Regions from separate parts of the Pan troglodytes genome. Here region 2 is linked to region 1. The links are chromatin contacts, called in public Hi-C maps. All regions are on one chromosome and are shown on one strand. Each heading gives the region's core, a stretch centred on a gene start, on an enhancer-like site or on the middle of the called end of the contact. The rest is flanking DNA. Distances are from core to core; before and after follow the strand shown. Region 1 has its middle 82 kb from the start of EMP1. Region 2 has its middle 330 kb from the start of EMP1.

Region 1 (3,784 bases), core at 648-3,147:
TACCACAACAGCCCCCCAAACCTTCCATGCCCAGCTGCCAACCCCCAGCACCTCAATCCCTTATCTACCCATCCTTTGAAGAAATATCCCTAAACCATTGATATGATTTGCATCTGTGTCCCCACCCAAATCTTGTAATTAATCCTCAGTGTTGGAGGAGAGGGCTTGTGGGAGGTGGTTGGATCATGGAGGAGGACTTCTCTCTTGTTGTTCTTGTGATAGACTTCTCCCAAGTTCTGCTTGTTTAATGGTGTATAGCACCTCTCCCCCAGCTCCCCACCCCGCTCTCTGTTTCCTGCCAGCCATATGAAGATATGCCTGCTTTCCCTTTGCCTTCTGCCATGATCATAAGCTTCCTGAGGTCTCCCCAGAAGCAGAAGCCTGTACAACCTGCAGAACAGTGAGCCAATTAAACTTCTTTTCATTATAAATTATACAGTCCCAGATATGTCTTTACAGCAGTGTGAGAATGAACTAATACAACCACAGATTTGTTGTGCCATGAAAACCTTTGATGGGCTTTGCAGTCCAAAGACCAATGCACTAACTCCTCATTTGGGCTTTAGGGTTCTCCATTTTCTGGTCTAACTTTTGCAGGCTTGTGCCCAAAACATCCTCTTCTCCTCTACCTTCTATGGAGCCACTGCAGCCTACTCATGGCTCTCTCCAACTGCTGTGGCATCTGTCACTTTTATGTCTTTGTTCAAGCTTTTCTCTCTCACTGGCCTGCCTTCCTCCTTCTTGCAGAAGTCCTACCCATTCTTCAAGATCCAACTCAAATCCCACTTATTTCACGAAACTGATCAGATCTCTCTCCCCCCCATAGTATCTTATCCCTTTAGAACTTATTATAAAAGATCCAAGCATGACTTGTATTATAAGCACATGCATAGGAATGTCTATATGTGTGCTTGTGTCTGTCTCTAAGGAAAGAAGAAAGGAAGGAAGGGAAGAAGGGATGAAAGGGAGAGGCATATGGAGAAAGAGGAAGGAAAAGTGGAGGCGCATCGTGGGCCCCTGGTGTTTCACCTCAATGGTTTGAGTAAAAGTGCTCAACAGTGTTGCCCAGGAGTGGCAAGCGTCTCGGAGCCACAGCTTCTCCCGGGCGCGCCTACGGGTCTCAGGGCTGACAAGCCCTTTCCCCTCCCCTCTGTTCCCACTCCCCCTTTCTTCCCCTAGTGCCTCCATCTTAGTTGCCCAGTAATTGCATCAAATCTGAAGAAGCAGATCCGTCTCTAAAAAGAGCAGTGGGAGGGAATTGCGCTGCTCTTTTCAGAGATGAGAATTGAGAGAAATAGGGCAGAGAGATGAAAATGTAATGTTGAAAAATTCATGCTAGAGGAAGCACGTGCTGGCCCTCCCCTGCTCTGCCTCCCATCTGATAAGCTTCTGGCAGAGGCCTGGCTTTCCAGGCACATGAGAAGACCATGGGAGGTTTGGCCAAATCTGTCTGAGGGTGACCTGAGAACTGGCAGGGGTCTGGGGAGTGCCCACGCGTGTGCAGGGACAGAGCTGCCACTTGGCTTCTAGGGGCCTGTGTTGTCGAGGGGCTGGGGTCAGTAAGAGGGCAGGGGAGGGAGAGGAGGTGTCCTCCCGATCTACATCAAGAGCTGCCCCTCTACGCCACCTCCCGCCACTCCTGATGAATTCAGGCCTGGCAGGCACTGCAGTCCACAGACTCACAGGTCCCGTGTGTTTAGGAATCCTGGGAGGCAAGGCTCGACCCTGGGCCAGGCGAGCGGCTGGCCTCGCTGCACTTCGTTGAGCACTGTGTGCTCTGAGCCTAGGGCGGGAGAGTTGAGGTGGCCCGGCTCTAGTGGCCCGAAAAGGCCAGGTCTCATTCCCAGCCCTAGTCTCTGACTCCCCTCGGAAAGCACTGCAGAGGCTGCGGCCTGATTAATGCTGCACGCTAATGTGTACAGGAGACCGGCTTGCGATTCCCGGCCAGCGGCCCCTGCTCCCCTGCACAGAGGCGGCGCCAGCTGCTCGACTGCGACCCCTGGCGGCCGCTGGAGGCACTCTCTGCGGAGCTTCAAAATCGAATGGGCCGCTGGACACGAAGTCGAGGGAGTATTAAAAAAAAACAACAAAAAACGGGGTAAGAGCTATGCACCCCCAGATGGTGCAGGGTGGGAGGTGGAGAATGAAGGGGAAGCCAATTTTGCTTTCTTATAATATAAACAGGAAGGAAGGGAACAATCTGTCGGGGATGGTGGGGGCTGATGCAGGGTAATGGGAGGGGGAAGGTGGAAATGTGAAAATCTGTTTATAGTTGGAATGGAATCTGTTTAATATGATGCTTACACAAAATAAGACTTATAAGTTTTTCTCTGTTCTGAACCGTTTCCCTCATCTTCATTTTAAGTAGCAAAAGAACTCTGACCTGTTTTTTCTCTTTCATACTCCCAAACCAGGCTGTGTTTTCAAAGAGGCATTCATTCAAAGAAATAAAACATACTTTGGCTTCCTCCAGTGCCTTCAGTGAGCCTAAGTCCAAACTGTCAATATAATACCAGAGTTGACAGCCTGGACATTGGAGAGGGACAGTGTAAATTCAATACGTATCTATACGTTAACTATGTGACCTTGAGCAATTTGCTCAACCTCGCTGAACCTTCTTTTCCTTATTCAAAAAACAAAATATAAGCAAAACGCACTGCTAAGATTGTGGTGATAAAGAGAATCCTGCCTCATCTCTACTTCCAGGACAAAGAAGCCGTCTATTGTGGTTCTGCGTTCCCTTCCCTGGCAGGACCCCTTTGTGTTGTGACTGTGACAGACTCAGTTCATTAATAGATCAAGTGCCTATGAGTAGCAAGGGGATGAGTCCTCTGGGACTTTCCCTGACTCCTTCCCTTTCTTTCTCATCAGTTCACACAGCCCTCTAGCCCGTGTCTGCCATGCAAGACAACCAGGCAGCACCCACAAAATGTTGCGTATGGTGTATGTGTTTAGTGTACAAGGGGTTTCTTGGCACAGAGCTGATCTTAGCTGAGGGTGGAGTCTGATGCCTTCAGCCAATTCTTAAAGGCTACAGATCAATGTCCTTCTCCTTGGTGTCAGCATTGCAAATATGCAATGCTTCGATATGCGGCCTGCTAGTGGCTCCAACTATGAAGAGGTTCTCCAAGTGGCTTCTCCCACTAGTGTAGTGGGAGAGGCACAACATACACACAGGAAAAACTGAATAAGAAGTCATGATTCTAGACACCAATGTGTAAAGAAAGGGCCAGCTGAGGGGCTCACAGAGCACTATCAGCGATCAGAGGATAGGAAAACTCCCTCCGACAGAAGTTGAGGGCTCACCTGAGCCCCAAGAGCTACAGAAAGTGGTCCTGGTGCTGTGATGAAGTGGGCAAGCTCTTCCCTCTACTTCAGGGTGGAACACTGGAAGGGCATATCACAAGGTGTATCATCCACGAGGAGGAAGGAGAACATATGCAACACATCTGAATCTTCAAAGGTAATAGGCTCTTGAAGATGCCGGGCTGTCTTTAGCCCCAGATCTTGGGGCTTATTGCAGGGCATGACTCTTATCTAAAGGCTTCACCACGGAACCTCTGACTACTCAGTGACCTTCTTCTGGAGGACAAAACTGATTTGCAATTAAGTTCCTAGGGATGAGCAAGAGGAGAGAAGTCAGGGACCTGGTTATTCACAATTTTTTTGTCCATTTATTCATCAGTTCACTCACATAATCATCTATCCATCCATGTATCCATTCCATCTTTCATTCACTCACTATGTATTTTATATAGCAATTGTTATGTGCCCAGCCCAGTGT
Region 2 (3,784 bases), core at 645-3,144, 240 kb before region 1:
CATCTAGTACCAGAACTTCTCACCCCACCAAGATTTCAGTCCTGATGGAAAAGTAGACCTGGAGCATTTTCATGTTTGCCTACATGAGTGCAAAAGTCAAAATAACCACAAAGATGTGACACTGCATATTTATGCTATTGTTACTCCCATTTTATAGGTTAGAAATTGTTAAGTAAATTATCGTGTAATATTCTGTGAGTCTTTGTGTTTGTCATTTTAAGGTAAGTATTAAATGATTGTATGCTTAGGGACTATTGGGATAAGAAAAACAAATATCGCCGGTGCAGTGGCTCAGGCCTGTAAACCCAGCACTTTGGGAGGCCGAGACAGGTGGATCATTTGAGGTCAGGAATTTGAGACCAGCCTGGCCAACATGGTGAAACCCTGTCTCTACTAAAAATATAAAAGTTAGCTGGGTGTGGTGGTGGGCACCTGTAATCCCAGCTACTTGGGAGGCTGAGGCAGGAGAATCGCTTGAACCCAGGAGGCGAAGGTTGCAGTGAGCCAGGATCATGCCACTGCACTCCAGCTGGGCAGCAGAATGAGACTCCTCTCAAAAAACAAAACAAAGAACAAAAGAAAAACAAATATTTATGGAGCACTTAGTGTGTGCCAGGCAGTGGAATTGACAGTTTCCATTTTCAGGTTTGATGTTTCCATAACACCACGAAGGGAGTAGCATTCTCATGTTCACAATGGAGGAAATAAGGGCTCAGAGAAGTTGAGGAACTTTACCAAAGCTACACAGCTAGTTGGTGAACAGGGGATTTAGATCTATATTAGCTCCATAGTTAGTGTGGTCTTGCAACACCCACAGCTCTTGAGTCTGGGGAAGGAAGAGACTTTAAAATGTGGGAAGAACTGAAATCATAGGCTGATGTGAAAAAGAGAGTGCTGGGACATGTGGGCAAATGGTCACCCCAGTAATGGGGCTGCTGCCTCTGGCATGGGCCAACAGCACACTGAGGGGCTAATCCCCTCGGTGGTCAAAGAAGCCTGGATCCAGAAATAGGCAATAAGAAGATGGTGAAAATACAGGAACATGGGAGGTTGTGAGCACGGCCATTTTGTTTCACCCAATTGAGACTCTGGATGATGTGGTAAGTGTGAGGCGCGACTGCCCACCGAATGGGAACACACAGGCCCTATCGTCTCCTCCAGGCTCTCATGCCATGGATTAGATTTCTCCTTGACTTGACTCACACTCCCCACGTACACAATTAAGCCAGACCTCTCCCATCATGAAAAATGTCCTCCCTGAATCCTGGTTGCACTTTTAGCCATTATCAGATCTCTTTTAATTACCATTACAGGCATGTCTCTGAAAAAGTAGCCCACAGTCTACTTAACTTAGTTAACATTTATTGAGAGATAATTAGGAGCAGACACTGGGCCAAGTGGTTTATGTTACTTTTCTGTTTCTCACAACTACCCAGTGACAGAGGTACTATTGCCATACCATTTTACGGACTAGTAAACAAAGATCAACTAAGATTAAAGAATTTCCCAAGGCTACACAGAAGGAAGTGGCACAATCGGTATTCATTTCCAGGTCATTTGAGAATGTAAGTAAGCTTTATAAGGGAAGGGATTTTCATCTTCTCTCATTCACTGATGTATCCCTAGGACTGAGACAAATGCCCCAAACAGAGTGGGTATTCAATCACTATTAGTTGAACAAATGAACCTGTGATGGTATCTCCACTTACTCATGATGCCAGGCTGCCCACTGATCCTGTGGCCTTCCCGTCTCCTGCATTTTCCACAGCTGCATGACTGTTTTCCTCTTCTGCAGTCCCATTTTCCCCTGTGGGATTCCCATGTCTCTCTAATGCATTCTCCTTCCCCTTTGCTGCATTCCATTTCCCACTCCTGCATTCCCATCTCCCACTCCTGCATTCCATCTCCCTCTGCTGCATTCCATTTCCCTCTGCTGCATTCCATCTCCCTCTGCTGCATTCCATTTCCCTCTGCTGCATTCCATCTCCCTCTGCTGCATTCCATTTCCCTCTGCTGCATTCCCATCTCCCACTCCTGCATTCCATCTCCCTCTGCTGCATTCCATCTCCCTCTGCTGCATTCCCATTTCCCACTCCTGCATTCCATCTCCCTCTGCTGCATTCCCATCTCCCACTCCTGCATTCCATCTCCCTCTGCTGCATTCCCATTTCCCTCTGCTGCAATCCCATTTACCATTCCAGCATTCCCATTTCCCACTGCTGCATTCCATCTCCCTCTGCTTCATCTTCCCATTTCTGACTCCTGAATTCCATCTCCCTCTGCTGCAATCCCTATCCCACTGCTGCATTCCATCTCCCTCTGCTGCATTCCCATTTCCCACTCCTGCATTCCATCTCCCTCTGCTGCAATCCCATTCCCCTCTGCTGGATTCCCATTTTCCACTCTTTATTCCATCTCCCACTCCTGCATTTCCATTTCCCATGCCTGCATTCCATCTCCCTCTGCTGCATTCCCATTTCCCTCTGCTGCAATCCCATTTACCATACCAGCATTCCCATTTCCCACTGCTGAATTCCATCTCCCTTTGCTGCAATCCCATTTTCCACTCCTGCATTCCCTCTCTCTCTGCTGTATTCCCATTTCCCATTCCTGCATTCCATCTCTTTCTGCTGCAAACCCATTTTTCTCTGCTGCATTCCATCTCCCTCTGCTGCATTCCCATTCCCCACTCCTGCATTCCCATTTCCAACTCCTGAATTCCATCTCCCTCTGCCTTATTCCCATTTCCCACTCCTGCATTCCATCTCCCCCTGCTGCATTCCCATTTCCCACTCCTGCGATCCATCTCCCTCTGCTGCATTCCATCTCCCACTCCTGCATTCCATCTCCCTCTGCTGCATTCCATTTCTCTCTGCTGCATTCCGATCTCCCACTCCTGCATTCCATCTCCCTCTGCTGCATTCCCATTTCCCTCTGCTGCAATCCCATTTACCATTCCAGCATTCCCATTTCCCACTGCTGCATTCCATCTCCCTCTGCTTCATCTTCCCATTTCTGACTCCTGAATTCCATCTCCCTCTGCTGCAATCCCTATCCCACTGCTGCATTCCATCTCCCTCTGCTGCATTCCCATTTCCCACTCCTGCATTCCATCTCCCTCTGCTGCAATCCCATTCCCCTCTGCTGGATTCCCATTTTCCACTCTTTATTCCATCTCCCACTCCTGCATTTCCATTTCCCATGCCTGCATTCCATCTCCCTCTGCTGCATTCCCATTTCCCTCTGCTGCAATCCCATTTACCATACCAGCATTCCCATTTCCCACTGCTGAATTCCATCTCCCTTTGCTGCAATCCCATTTTCCACTCCTGCATTCCCTCTCTCTCTGCTGTATTCCCGTTTCCCATTCCTGCATTCCATCTCTTTCTGCTGCAAACCCATTTTTCTCTGCTGCATTCCATCTCCCTCTGCCGCATTCCCATTCCCCACTCCTGCATTCCCATTTCCAACTCCTGAATTCCATCTCCCTCTGCCTTATTCCCATTTCCCACTCCTGCATTCCATCTCCCCCTGCTGCATTCCCATTTCCCACTCCTGCGATCCATCTCCCTCTGCTGCATTCCATCTCCCACTCCTGCATTCCATCTCCCTCTGCTGCATTCCATTTCTCTCTGCTGCATTCCCATCTCCCACTCCTGCATTCCATCTCCCTCTGCTGCATTCTCATTTCCCTCTGCTGCAATCCCATTTACCATTCCAGCATTCCCATTTCCCACTGCTGCATTCCATCTCCCTCTGCTTCATCTTCCCATTTCTGACTCCT

The links. A called contact is a pair of places that touch in the nucleus more often than the background predicts.
Region 2: a contact with region 1 is called in a Hi-C map of stem cell-derived neural progenitor cells, with 4 times the contacts expected there. The contact joins two enhancer-like sites. A contact is called at or near these places in 4 of 7 Hi-C or Micro-C datasets (blood, induced pluripotent stem cells and stem cell-derived neural progenitor cells).

Annotation. Positions count from the first base shown.
Region 1 is chr10:20,424,759-20,428,542 of NHGRI_mPanTro3-v2.0_pri, reverse strand. No RefSeq gene overlaps it. Among named protein-coding and RNA genes, the nearest start is that of EMP1, 82 kb to the right of the region's middle. Within about 2 kb of position 1,897, at least 7 of the 24 cell types and tissues checked have an H3K27ac peak or open chromatin away from gene starts, as enhancers often do. A contact at or near this core is called in stem cell-derived neural progenitor cells, where this site is marked.
Region 2 is chr10:20,668,706-20,672,489 of NHGRI_mPanTro3-v2.0_pri, reverse strand. No RefSeq gene overlaps it. Among named protein-coding and RNA genes, the nearest start is that of EMP1, 330 kb to the right of the region's middle. Within about 2 kb of position 1,894, at least 2 of the 24 cell types and tissues checked have an H3K27ac peak or open chromatin away from gene starts, as enhancers often do. A contact at or near this core is called in stem cell-derived neural progenitor cells, where this site is marked.